3 separate regions of the Mus musculus genome follow, and regions 1 and 3 are each linked to region 2. The links are chromatin contacts, called in public promoter capture Hi-C maps. All regions are on one chromosome and are shown on one strand. The core of a region is the stretch at or near the end of the contact, and the rest is flanking DNA. Distances in the headings are between cores, read along the strand shown. Region 1 holds the start of Vps53 (VPS53 GARP complex subunit). Region 2 holds the start of Rtn4rl1 (reticulon 4 receptor-like 1). Region 3 holds the start of Ywhae (tyrosine 3-monooxygenase/tryptophan 5-monooxygenase activation protein, epsilon polypeptide).

Region 1 (3,885 bases), core at 148-2,647, 990 kb before region 2:
TGGGAAAATAAAGAAAAAATATATTTCCCTGTCATTTGCTTTTGGTTGAGACAGTACATTTTCCTTATCCACCTACTCTTCACCTTCCAAGTGTTGGGATTATAGGCTTGTACCATCACACCCAGCCAATTTTGCTCTCAGAAATAAATATTCTGCTTTCTGAAATACACTGTGCATATATCGCTATGTCATTAAATAATTGTCAAAATAATACTTTTATGAGTCAATAATATATGTGTGGAGGTTAGAGGGTAACTTGTGGAAGTTAGAACTCTCTTATCAACATGTGGGTTCGATGGATGAATTCAAGCATCAGGCTTGAGGGCAAATGCTCTACTGGCTGAGCCATCTTGATGTCTCTCACAGTCCTCCTGCAATTATATTTTAAAGCATTCTTTTGTTGCTGTTGCTAAAACTTATACTACTCACACATTTTTGGGGGGCAAACTAAAACAACAATAAAATTCCATTCCTAAAACTATAATGTTTTTTAAAAACTAAAAAAAAAAAAGCAAATTATATTATTCCTGAAGCAATTTTTATAAAACTATATGTACGGAAAAAAAAAAAAAAGTTCAGCAGGGCCAGATACTCCTCTGTCGAGGTTTTCACAATGTTGAACTGGTAAGGCAACCCTTCCCTTGGCTGCAATTCCATCATTGTTCCAGTGCCTGCTGGAAAAGCGGTTCCACAGGGCTATCTGGCTCCTCTTTTTGTAATGTACGCGGCTAAACACCCTAACATTTCCTGTACTACCTGCCTAAGTTTGCATAATACTTCCATATTTAATGTCACCCCATCTAACGTAGTGTAAGCAGGGCAGATGGGAATACTTTGTTCAAGATCATAAGGTTATCAAGGGTGTAAATAAGGATGTACAGCCCGGACATTCGGTCTCAAAAACCAAACACTTCCCAGCGTTGGGTCGCTTTTCTCCTTACTCCCCACCCTAGCGAGGAGGCTTCAGACAATTCTGCCCAGTAGATCCTTATCTAAGGAGCAGAAGCTCTCCCAAACCTCAAATGTCTTTGGCAACACTGCCACTTACCAGCTGGGGTCATTTCACTCCCGATGGCAGGGGGACACAGACTGCCCTAGACCAAGGGGATCCAGCGAGCGGGTTGCACGTTGGCTTCATGGCCAGCGGGGCTTATTGCCCATCCATTGGGACACTGCCGTGGCTACCGCTCTCTGGGGCGCCCGGGCGACACTACGGCGCTGGTGGGGGATGCGCCCTGGGCGAAGAAGAGAGGGCTTTCAATCTTAAGAACCCGCCGCGTGCGAACAGGGAACTTGAGGTTAAGGGTTGTCTGGAGATTTTCCAGGGACTTGACAGCCATGCCTGCGGAAGTCAGTCCTCCGCTATCCCAGAGTCCCCCGGTTCCCGGAAGTGCCCAGTTCTCCGGAAGTGCCAGGCTAGCCGAGTAAGTAGCGGCTCCCTCGAGCCCCGTACCTGGAGGCTTGCTCTTCTGGGGTCCTGGTGACAGACAGGTCGCGAGCAGGATTGGAGAGGGCGTCGGGGGCTGAGCGGCGGGATGATGGAGGAGGAGGAACTGGAGTTTGTGGAGGAGCTGGAGGCTGTGCTGCAGCTCACGCCAGAGGTGCAACTCGCCATCGAGCAGGTGAGCGCTCCACCCCCTCGGGAGGAAGCTGCGGTGGAAGGGGCAGCTCTAGGCCAGGGTCGAATCTCCCCTGCTAGGCTGGAAAGGTGGCGGTTCTTATGCTGAGCGGAAGTCTGGATGGTGGTAAAGGTGGGGATGGGTTTTTCAGCCTGGGGACCGAACACGTCTTCTCTAGGCTCTGTGTTTCCGAGGTTGTTACGCCCTGCTGAGTTTGGGCCGAGCTGTCCTCTTTGACAGGATAAACCTAGAGGGAGCCCCGTGACTAGAGAATTCGGATTATGGTTGATTTTAAGACTCTATTCATTTTCCAGCTAGTGCGGCTTCTTCCATTTCTCTGGTTAAACTCTTGGAGTGGTTTGGAATTGGCAGTGGGATACTTCCATTGCGGAAACGAATGACAGAATAGGGTTGTGGGGCGGCATACTGGAAAATGACCCTTGTGCTGGTGTGCGCGTGCGCGCGCACTTGACACTCGCTGGAGTCATCTGGGAAAAGGAAGCCTCAGTTGAGAATTGCTTCCATCAGATTGGCCCACGGGCAATCTGTGGGGGCATTTTCTTGGTTGATGCTGTAGAATGGCCCAGCCCACTGTGGGAGGTACCACCCCTGGGCAGCAGGTTCTGGATTGTATAGAAAAGCAAGCTGAGCAAGCCATGGAAAGCAAGCCAGTAAGTAACATTCCTTCGTGATTTCTGCTCCATTTCCTGGCTTGGCTTCACCTGATGACGACATACTATAACCTGTAATCCAAATAAATTATTTACTTTACAAGTTGTTTTTGGTCATGCTGTGTTATCACAGCAATGTAAAGCAAACTAAGACAAATCTGTACCATAACTAAAAGACTGAGGGCTAGTGAGATAGTTCAGTGGGTAAAGGCACTGTGCCACCAAGCCTGCTGACCTGAGTCTCTTCCCCAGGATCCTCAAAATAGAGGGAGAAAACTACTCCTGGACAAAACACACATACACATGCACACGTCTCCCCAACCTCTGGTCTACAAAGTGAGTTCCAGGACAGCCAGGGATACACAGAGAAACCTGTCTTGAAAAACAAAAAAATAAAGTATTAATGGTCCATATATGCTAATTATTAGTAGTAGAATTATTTTACTTGGGCTACCTTCCCAATAGCCATTAAATGAGACACACTCTTTCTTTCCTTTCTTTTTTATTAGTATTGGAGGTTGAACAAATCCTTGGCACATGAGATAAGTGTCTTACCACAAAGCAATATCCATAGCTCCTAATGTGCTTCTTCTTACACTATAACCCCATGTCAGTTCCCTTAAGGAAGATCTTTCTCCCTCTATCAACAAAACCTTACAAAAACCTACACAGTTACTTCTAATATTATGACCATACATCTTAATATAGTTGACAGGAGACTTTAGTCAACAAAAAACTTCTTGTTGGGAAGAGAAGACTCTTAGGGATATTCTTTTTTTTTTTTTTTTAAAGATTTATTTATTATATGTAAGTACACTGTAGCTGTCTTCAGACACTCCAGAAGAGGGCGTCAGATCATGTTACAGATGGTTGTGAGCCACCATGTGGTTGCTGGGATTTGAACTTCGGACCTTCGGAAGAGCAGTCGGGTGCTCTTACCCACTGAGCCATTTCACCAGCCCCCAGGGATATTCTTTAGTGTCACCCAAATTGCAAAAATTCTCAACTTTGGGCTGGAGAGATGGCTCAGCGGTTAAGAGCACTGACTGCTCTTCCAGAGGTCCTGAGTTCAATTCCCAGCAACCACATGGTGGCTCACAACCACCTGTAATGTGTAATGTGGTCTGATGCCTTCTTCTGGTGTGTGTGAAGAGAACTACAGTGTACTCATATACATAAAACAAATAAATCTTTTTAAAAAATTCTCAACCTTTTAAGATTTGTACTGTATTTTTGTGTATGTGACCTGTGCATGAGTCCCCTTGAAATCCCTTAAACTGCCCATGCAGTACAGTGTCTAGACATCTTTTGGTAAATCTAGAATTTTTCTGCCAACACTGAGGCCTGGCATTCTCTCTATAGGTGTCACCGGATGAAGTAGCTTAAGTCAAGGGCTGCGTTGTGTGAAATCTGTTAATGCCTGGGATTAGACCCAGGAACAGGAAGAGAAGAATGAAGAAACTGGGAGCAGTTAGGAAGTGAATAACCCACTTCCTCATACCAGCTCACAATGACAGGCCCTGTTCCCAGCACTCCCTCTGCAAAGGGCTTTTCATTAATTCTATAATTGCATGTATGTGTCACTTGTACGTGTG
Region 2 (3,662 bases), core at 763-3,262:
TCCATCACAGACCTGCAGCCCAGACATGGCAGCCTTTTCAAAATTGTCTGGGAAGCTTTCCCCACTAGAGCAAGTCTACATGGTCCATGCCCAGGCTTCTCAGACTCCACTGTCTCCAGCTCAGTAAAAATCACCTTCCCTGTGCACACACACTGGCCTGCACTCCAGCACTGCTGAGTTGCTGAAGTGACTTTCCGTGTCTTTCTGTAGGAAAAGGAACTGGGGTGTTAAACAGTAAAGCGGTTCTTCTAACTACTGCAGAGACTTGCCCCACACCACAACGAAAAAGAGGCAATGTGTCGTGTCCCCCCCCAACCCCCCATCTTCTTACTGTACCGACCCACGTGGAGGGCACAAGTCACACAAGTTTGTGATTGTTCTTACACGGTGAGGCAACCAAACCTCCGTGGTTGCCTGAGGCTGGACCACCACTCAGTCTTTTCGACTCATAACGAAGGCGTGGCTTTTCACCCACCTGTCTGACCTGCTTATCTGGGTCTCTCATCTCCCGGTATCTGCTTCTCTCCGCCCATCTCAGGGCTTCGCTCCCCCCACCTCTGCCACCACCCCCTGCCCGCTTTCTCCTTCCCCATCCTGCTGTGAGGTCAGAATCCTGTGCTTACGACACCTCGGTCTGTTGCCATGGAAACAGGGGCGGATTAAGGCTGGAGCGCAGGGATCAGGCCCCTCCGCTACCTGAGCTCCCGCCTCAGCTGGTTCCCGCAGGGCGGGAGCAGCTAGCATCAGGCACCAAGGCTCAGCAGCCGCCGGGCCGAGGCAAGGGACAGGGGAATCCCAGCGGGGCGCCACAGCTAGTACACTGGGACCTCAGAGCAAAGAGACACGCAGAGGAGGGGAGCAGAGGGTAACGGGTCCGCGGGCTCACGTGTGGTCACCTGCCCTTTCTGGGCCGGAGGGACAGCACCTAGAACGGCAACCACGTGGGGGCGCGGCAGGACTTCCCCGGCACCCGCGCCAACTTTGCTCCGCTCCTGCTGCCGGGGAGTCTGGCGAGGTGGTCACCGAGCCAGCGCCCGTTAAGTTGAACCTGGCTCTGGCCGCGCACACTGCCAACATGGCCTTGGCGGTTGCGTCCCTCTGATCCAGGCATTAGGAAAGTTTAAGGAACCGGACTTCTGGCACTTGACACTCCCCACCCTCGGTCGCTAAATGCTCAGGGCTGGTCCCCGGGGATAAGGGTAGGATGCTGGGAAGATGCCTGCGTTCCGGCGCGCCTCCGGAGTTAGGAACGGTGGTGAACGCCGGGGCCGCGCGGTGACTGACCGCTGCCTGCACCCAAGCGCGGGTTGTACTCAGTGCTGAAGCAGCAGAAGCAGGGGCGGGTGCCTGCGCAGGGGATGGAGCCTGCAAGTGCAAAACTTTATAATGGAGAGGCAAAGGTCCCAGGAGGACAGCTCCCTTTTTATCAAAGGTTTCTCACTCTGGTCTCTGAACCCTCAAGACAGATCCCTGAGGCCTGGCCACTCGATCCATGAACAAACCCCATGAACAAACCCCATGTCTCTCAACAGGCCACCAACGGGAGCTCAGCTCCAGCAGCAGGCGCACGGCGGGTGCCTGTGACAAAAGCCAGCCATCTAGCAGGGGGCTGCTTCCGGGACCCATTTCCCTGGCGTTCGACGGCTCCCGGGGCTTGTTGCTCGGCCCGGTTCCATGCAACTCCAACTTGCCCCTGAGGTTCCAACTCACCTTTGCGAAGCATGTTGGCCGCGGGGCCGCCGCTCCGAGGTCGGCCTAGGCGCGCTCCCTCCTGGGGTCCAGATTCAAATCCCTGGGCGCCAGCTGCAGCTAATCCGAGCGCGTCGAGGCGGGGGCAAGCCGGGAATCCGCTTGTGCCCGGCGGCCCGGTCCCGCAGGGGCATGGTGAGCCCAAACCCGGTGCTCAGGGCACCGGCGCCTGCTAGCAACCGCGGCGCTGCCAACCAACGCGGTGCGCTCGCTCAGCCCCGGGCGAGTGGCTTGCTCCGCCGAGCCGGCGGCCTGATTCTGCCGCCCCAAACACTTTGCAGGCGGTTTTGAGGGGGGACGCCGCCCCCTAGCCGGCCAGCCGATGTCCCCTCTTCCCCGCCCCCTCGGGCAGCGGCTGCTGCAAAAGGGCGCTCGTACGCACAGCCTAGCTCCGGGAAAGCGCCCGGCGCGCGTTTGCAGGACCGAGCGATCCGCCGAGCGGGGCGCCTCCCTTCCTCCCCCCGGCTTCCCCCACCTCTCTTCCTCCTCCCTCCCTCCCTCGCTCTTCAGCTCCCTCCCTCCCGCTCCGTTCCCCGCCCCCGCTCACGGAGCGCCTCCCATACAAAATTTATGAAAGTGCTCTCAGCTCGCGGTGCGGAGCGCCGTCCTATTCCCAGGGCAGCGGCGCTCAGCCGTGCGGCGCCGCCTTCCAAGGTGTTTTCGCTGCACCTGCCCCCGGGGATGATCCTCGGCCCGCGTCCGTCCAAGTACCTGCCCCAGTCATCCGCGGGTCGTCCGGCCACTGTAATCGCCCTCCCCGGCCCCGCAGGCTTCTCCGAGCACGCACCCGCAGCCCAGCCCCCGCCTGTTTGCCCTTCGCTGCTGGAGGTCATCAAGAGAAGCGGCTGGAACAGTGTACCGGCCCTGAGCCCCGATGACAAGTCCAACACCCTTGCCCCGTCTCCTCTCTGACCCGCGTCCCTTCCTTCCTGTGAGGCTCGACGGCTCTTCCCTGCCCAGAACTGCTCCGGCGACATAGCCTTCCCCCCACCCCGCCCGCCCATCCAGAGTTCCAAGACACTGTTCTTTGGGGGGAGATGTGCGGGACAGCTAGCATTTGGGGATGTCCAGTTGAAAATCGTATAAAGAACTATGGGAGTTCAGGTGGGCTATCTCTGGCTGGAAGGCCTCCCCGGTCCCCTTTAGTCCTACACAGACCCCACCCATGAGAGGATTCTCCAAACAGGGAGGAGGTACCGCCTGAAAAGCCGGTCGGTCCTGCAAGGGCCCTTTGGGCCAAGTGTGGAGAAGGTTCAAGCCAGCAGAGATCCTAGGTGGAGGCCGGCACCCCCTACTGGCCCGGGATAAGAAGGACTCCCTAAGAGGAAAAAGACTGGGCCAGGTCACTCGTTGAACATATTAGAGTTTTATGTATTACACTATGTGGAAATTCAGCCAGTGAAAAAGAGAAGGTCCCTGTCCTCCTTGAGTTTATACTCTAATAGGACAAAAAGAGAAAAGTTCAGATGATGGAAGTGTCTGGAAGAAAGACAAAGAGGGTGTTGCTCTGGAGCTGATCCGGGATGCGAGTGGGGGATGGGGTGGAAGTGGAGCTAATGTGACAGCTGCCATCTAACCAGAGATCTAAGTTCTCTGTGGAGTAAACTTGGAGGGGTGATCAGAAGTCAGAAGCAAGGCCATTATCACTGGCACGAATACAGATACTCAGAACCCTAAGGTCCCGGCCCCTGGTTTGAGCTGAGTGTGAGGGAGAATCAGACCTGATTCTCCCTCAGAAAGTCTGGGTTCAACAGGTGGAGCAGAGAGGACACCTGGAAAGGAAAGACTGCACAAATGTTTGAAGTAACCTTGTTTAGAACATTCTTCAGCTTGGTCCTTCTAGGGTTGGGAACACAAAGTGAGGTATTCCTTAGTTCCTGCCAGCTGCAGGAACCTGCACCACCTGAGCCCTG
Region 3 (3,574 bases), core at 467-2,966, 540 kb before region 2:
AAACACAGTAGATATGTCAATGAAATTCTCAGAAAAAAAAAAAAAAAAAAAAAAAAAAACTAGACTGCAATTAGCAGGAGCTAAGTTGAGAATCTAGCATGTACTAGGGTCTAGTCTCCATCACCTGCAGGTGGGGTGTGTGTGTGTCAAATTAACAGAAGAGTAACTATTGAAATTTGTGTGTGTGTGTGTACACACACACACACACATATACATATATATAAAACCATTCTCTTAAAATGGATAAAACAGAGCTGTGGTGTAGCACAGTATTTGAGCACTTGTCTTGCTTGCATGCAATCCTGGGTTTGAGCCCCAATCATGTAACAATGAAATCATAAAACAGAAAAACTACAATCTTCTACATTCCTAATTCAAACTCCCCAAGCCTCAACTGAGTGCTCAAAATAGGTAAAGCTCCCCAAGCCAAGGAAGAGCATGCATTCCACCCGAACTTGGGTTGTCAACCCAAAGTGCTACTAAACATTATTTGAATTAACCATTTCTCAGCAGGTCTTTCCATACTTCATAATGACGAGTGTGAATAGTACAGTCGTCAATTTTACAAACGGGTAAACTGAGGCACTGACTCTGCAAAGGGAAATTCGTACTAAGGAATCCTGGCAAGCCTGGTCTCCTGTATTCTAGCCATCAGAACTCCGTGCCTATGAAGGATGGGGACAGAAGGGGGAAAAAAAAAACCCGCAGCAACTTTAGGATATCCTGGGTAAGAACAAACGGGGTAGGAGTGAGGTTCTGCACCTCCCCGGAAGAAGGCGAGGCTAAAAAGCCCCCCAAACTCTCAACTCCAAGGTGTGTCGGCCCAAAGGAAGAAATCCAATCGCAGCATCTCAGCTCGCCTCCACCCAAGGAGGGAGGCTCTGCAGTGATTTCCAAACACTCCACCCTCACCAGAAGACTCCTCTCCACCGCCGGCCCCGAGAAGCCGTCCGTTCCAGAGGCTTCTCCTTTGTGAGGCTCCACGGCCGCCGCCCCACACTGGGCCTCAGGGGAAAAGCCACCGCCCCCACCCGCCATATTTCCCCGAAAGGCGCCTAGCGCTACAGCTCCTCGATGCCGCCCTCTCCCGAGCGACCGGTACCGTTCCTCACATCGCCCCACCCAAGTGTCCTCCTCCACACCCCGCCGCGGTTCCCGAGGGCTCCCGTGGGGATCGCACGCCGGGAGCCGGCACCCGCCATCTCCTCCCCCCTCCCCCGCCCGGGGACTCGCCCTCCCCCTCCAGCCGCCATTTTACAACCAACTCCTCCACCCTCCGCCCCGGCCTGCTGGCGGGCGAGCGCCTGCAAGCTAAGGACACCGGAGGGGTCAAATCCCTAGGCCCGGGGACTCCCACCGCGCCGGGAGCCCGCAGGCCTCGGCCTGCTTCCCGACCCACGTCCCAAGCCGGGCTCCGAGACGGCTCCGCCATTTTGTCTCCGGTTCCCGGCCTCTGTGGGCGGCGGCGGAGGGTCCGAGACTTCCAGCCCCCCGACACCCCCCCGACTCACCGTCGTATCGCTCGGCCTGCTCTGCCAGCTTCGCCTGGTACACCAGATCCTCCCGATCATCCATTGCGGCAGCGGCTCCGGCAGGGTCTGCGCGACGGATGGAAGCGGATAGCGTCTCCGACTCTCTCAGCTTCTCGCTCCGCGTCCGAGCAGGAAAAATGGCGGCGCCTCAATCCGGGACTTCCGCCTGCGCACGCGGACAACTGCTCAGCTCTATGGCAACCGCTCCCTGGCAACTGGCGCGGGGGGGGGGGGGGGCGGATCCCGGAGTTCGGCGCCAGAAAAGGCTGGAACCAGCGCGACAGACGCCCCTCCTCCGTCGGCACAGCGGGCGGCCCTGTGGCGAGGCGGGAACTGCGACTGCGACGGAGAACGGCCCCTGGAGCGGCTGGAGGCGAGGTCGGCCTAGACTGCGGGAGGGGAGTTAGCCAGAAGCCCGTGCGGGGCGACCGCGGGCTGGCCTGTGGGGGACAGAGCGACAGGCTTGATGGGTTCTTGCTACGGCAGGCCTTCCTCGTTGAAGATCAACCGGCCCTGTGCATTCTAGCACATTTTTCTCATCCAATTTAAAGAATTGACAAGGACAAGAAGGGAAAGCTCGAGTTTTCACGCATCATCATCTCCCTTGCTTCCATACTTTAAGCATTTTCTTCTCCCCTCCAGCCATATTTTATCTCTTTGGCCTATCGTAGATAGGACTTTTGTTTAAAATCTCTGGTTTTGCTTCAAGCATAGGTGAGTGTGTTTAATTCCAACACTAGTGAGGTAGAGGCGCAAGGATCGAGTTTGGATCAAGTCCCATCTACAAAGCAAATTCCAGGTCAGCCAGGGCTACATTGTGAAACCCCCATCTCAAAAAAAAAAAAAAGGAAAGAAAGAAAAAAGAAAAAGTGGTCAATCTCAGCTAGTTAAGGGAAACCCTCACTCGAGGGAAAAAGGAGACATAGTGGCTTGCCTCACTTGGAGTGCAAGGTGCACCTGAGGTGTGTAAGGGCAAATTGACATTGATGAGTTAGAAATAAATAATCCTCCATGGGGATTGCTTCACTTGCAATGGCCACGCCTAGTCTGCTTCCTTATGGATTTTCAACATCTTATACTCAATATCAGCTTGCTGCTGAGCCATGCAGAAAAAGGGCCTCAAAATGAGTGTGAAATCAAAAGGTTGGGATCAAGGCCTGAGGTCACACGCCCAGAGGTTTGCATCTTAGTCTGTGAACGGACAGGAATTGTTTTGTCCAAACGCTGGAGACTGACCCCCACAGCTTCCACCGTGTGTTTTGCCACTGAGTTATAGTCCTATCTGGGCAAGCTGTTTTGATGATTCTGAGTGGAAGGTGACATCGTCATAATTGTACTTAAGAAAAGTATTCCGTACTTACTGAAGCGGTGGTTCACGCCTGTAATTCCAGCACTGTGGAAGCAGAGACAAGGATTGCCACAAGTTCCAGGCCATCCTGGACTAAAAATACCCTACCTCGAAACACAAACACAAAAAGAAAGGAGCTGGTGGTGAGAGTTTTGGTTTCTTCAAAAACCCAGCTATGGTCTGTGAATGTGTTTGCGTTTTAATCCCAGGCGTGGGATAAGAGGCGGCTTCGAAGCAGGTGACTAGGATTTACCTTGTGCACTAGCAGGGCTGTGGTCTTGCCAGCTGCGGATAGTTTATGTTTGGATTTCTGGAGACTCTGGAGAGGAGATAAATAAATGCCAGAGCCCAGAGGGGAACAGGGGCACTCCAAAGAAGAAGGCTGCTGCTCCTGGTTGCTTTTGTTGCAGTTTGTCAAATGGCCATAAGCAAAGAGACAAGAAGTTAGAGATACCCTGACGACAAAGATTAGACTTGCCCCAAGGACCCCGATGCCCCCAGTGAGCAGGAAGTAGCCTTTAGAGGTCTATATTCCCTTTCCCCTTCTTTCTCTCCTACCTAGTGTTGGGGGGGGGGGGGTTGGAAGGGGAGGTAGAGATATAAAAACCCAGTAAAATAGACAAAAAATATGCCAACAGGAGAAAGAAAACATTGCATAGCAGTAATGAACAAGAATGGTAAATTATCATATTAC

What was found. Promoter capture Hi-C pulls out the DNA fragments that hold promoters and counts their contacts. Capture Hi-C pulls out chosen DNA fragments and counts their contacts.
Region 1: a contact with region 2 is called in a promoter capture Hi-C map of pre-B cells, with 3 times the contacts expected there. The contact joins the promoter of Vps53 here to the promoter of Rtn4rl1 in region 2. A contact is called at or near these places in 1 of 39 promoter capture datasets (pre-B cells) and 1 of 9 other capture datasets (pancreatic islet).
Region 3: a promoter capture Hi-C map of liver shows a contact between it and region 2. The contact joins the promoter of Ywhae here to the promoter of Rtn4rl1 in region 2. A contact is called at or near these places in 1 of 39 promoter capture datasets (hippocampal neurons), 1 of 115 datasets of contacts at active chromatin or transcription factors (pancreatic cancer cells) and 1 of 9 other capture datasets (liver).

The regions. Positions count from the first base shown.
Region 1 is chr11:76,177,150-76,181,034 of GRCm38.p6, reverse strand. It overlaps Vps53 (VPS53 GARP complex subunit), which reads left to right and starts at 1,397. Exons shown (of 22, transcript NM_026664.4): 1 at 1,397-1,622. The coding sequence starts at 1,536. It also overlaps a transcript of Tlcd3a not described here.
Region 2 is chr11:75,192,343-75,196,004 of GRCm38.p6, reverse strand. It overlaps Rtn4rl1 (reticulon 4 receptor-like 1), which reads right to left and starts at 2,012. Exons shown (of 2, transcript NM_177708.5): 1 at 1,711-2,012. The coding sequence starts at 1,723.
Region 3 is chr11:75,731,029-75,734,602 of GRCm38.p6, reverse strand. Ywhae (tyrosine 3-monooxygenase/tryptophan 5-monooxygenase activation protein, epsilon polypeptide) reads right to left here and starts at 1,716. Exons shown (of 6, transcript NM_009536.4): 1 at 1,512-1,716. The coding sequence starts at 1,575.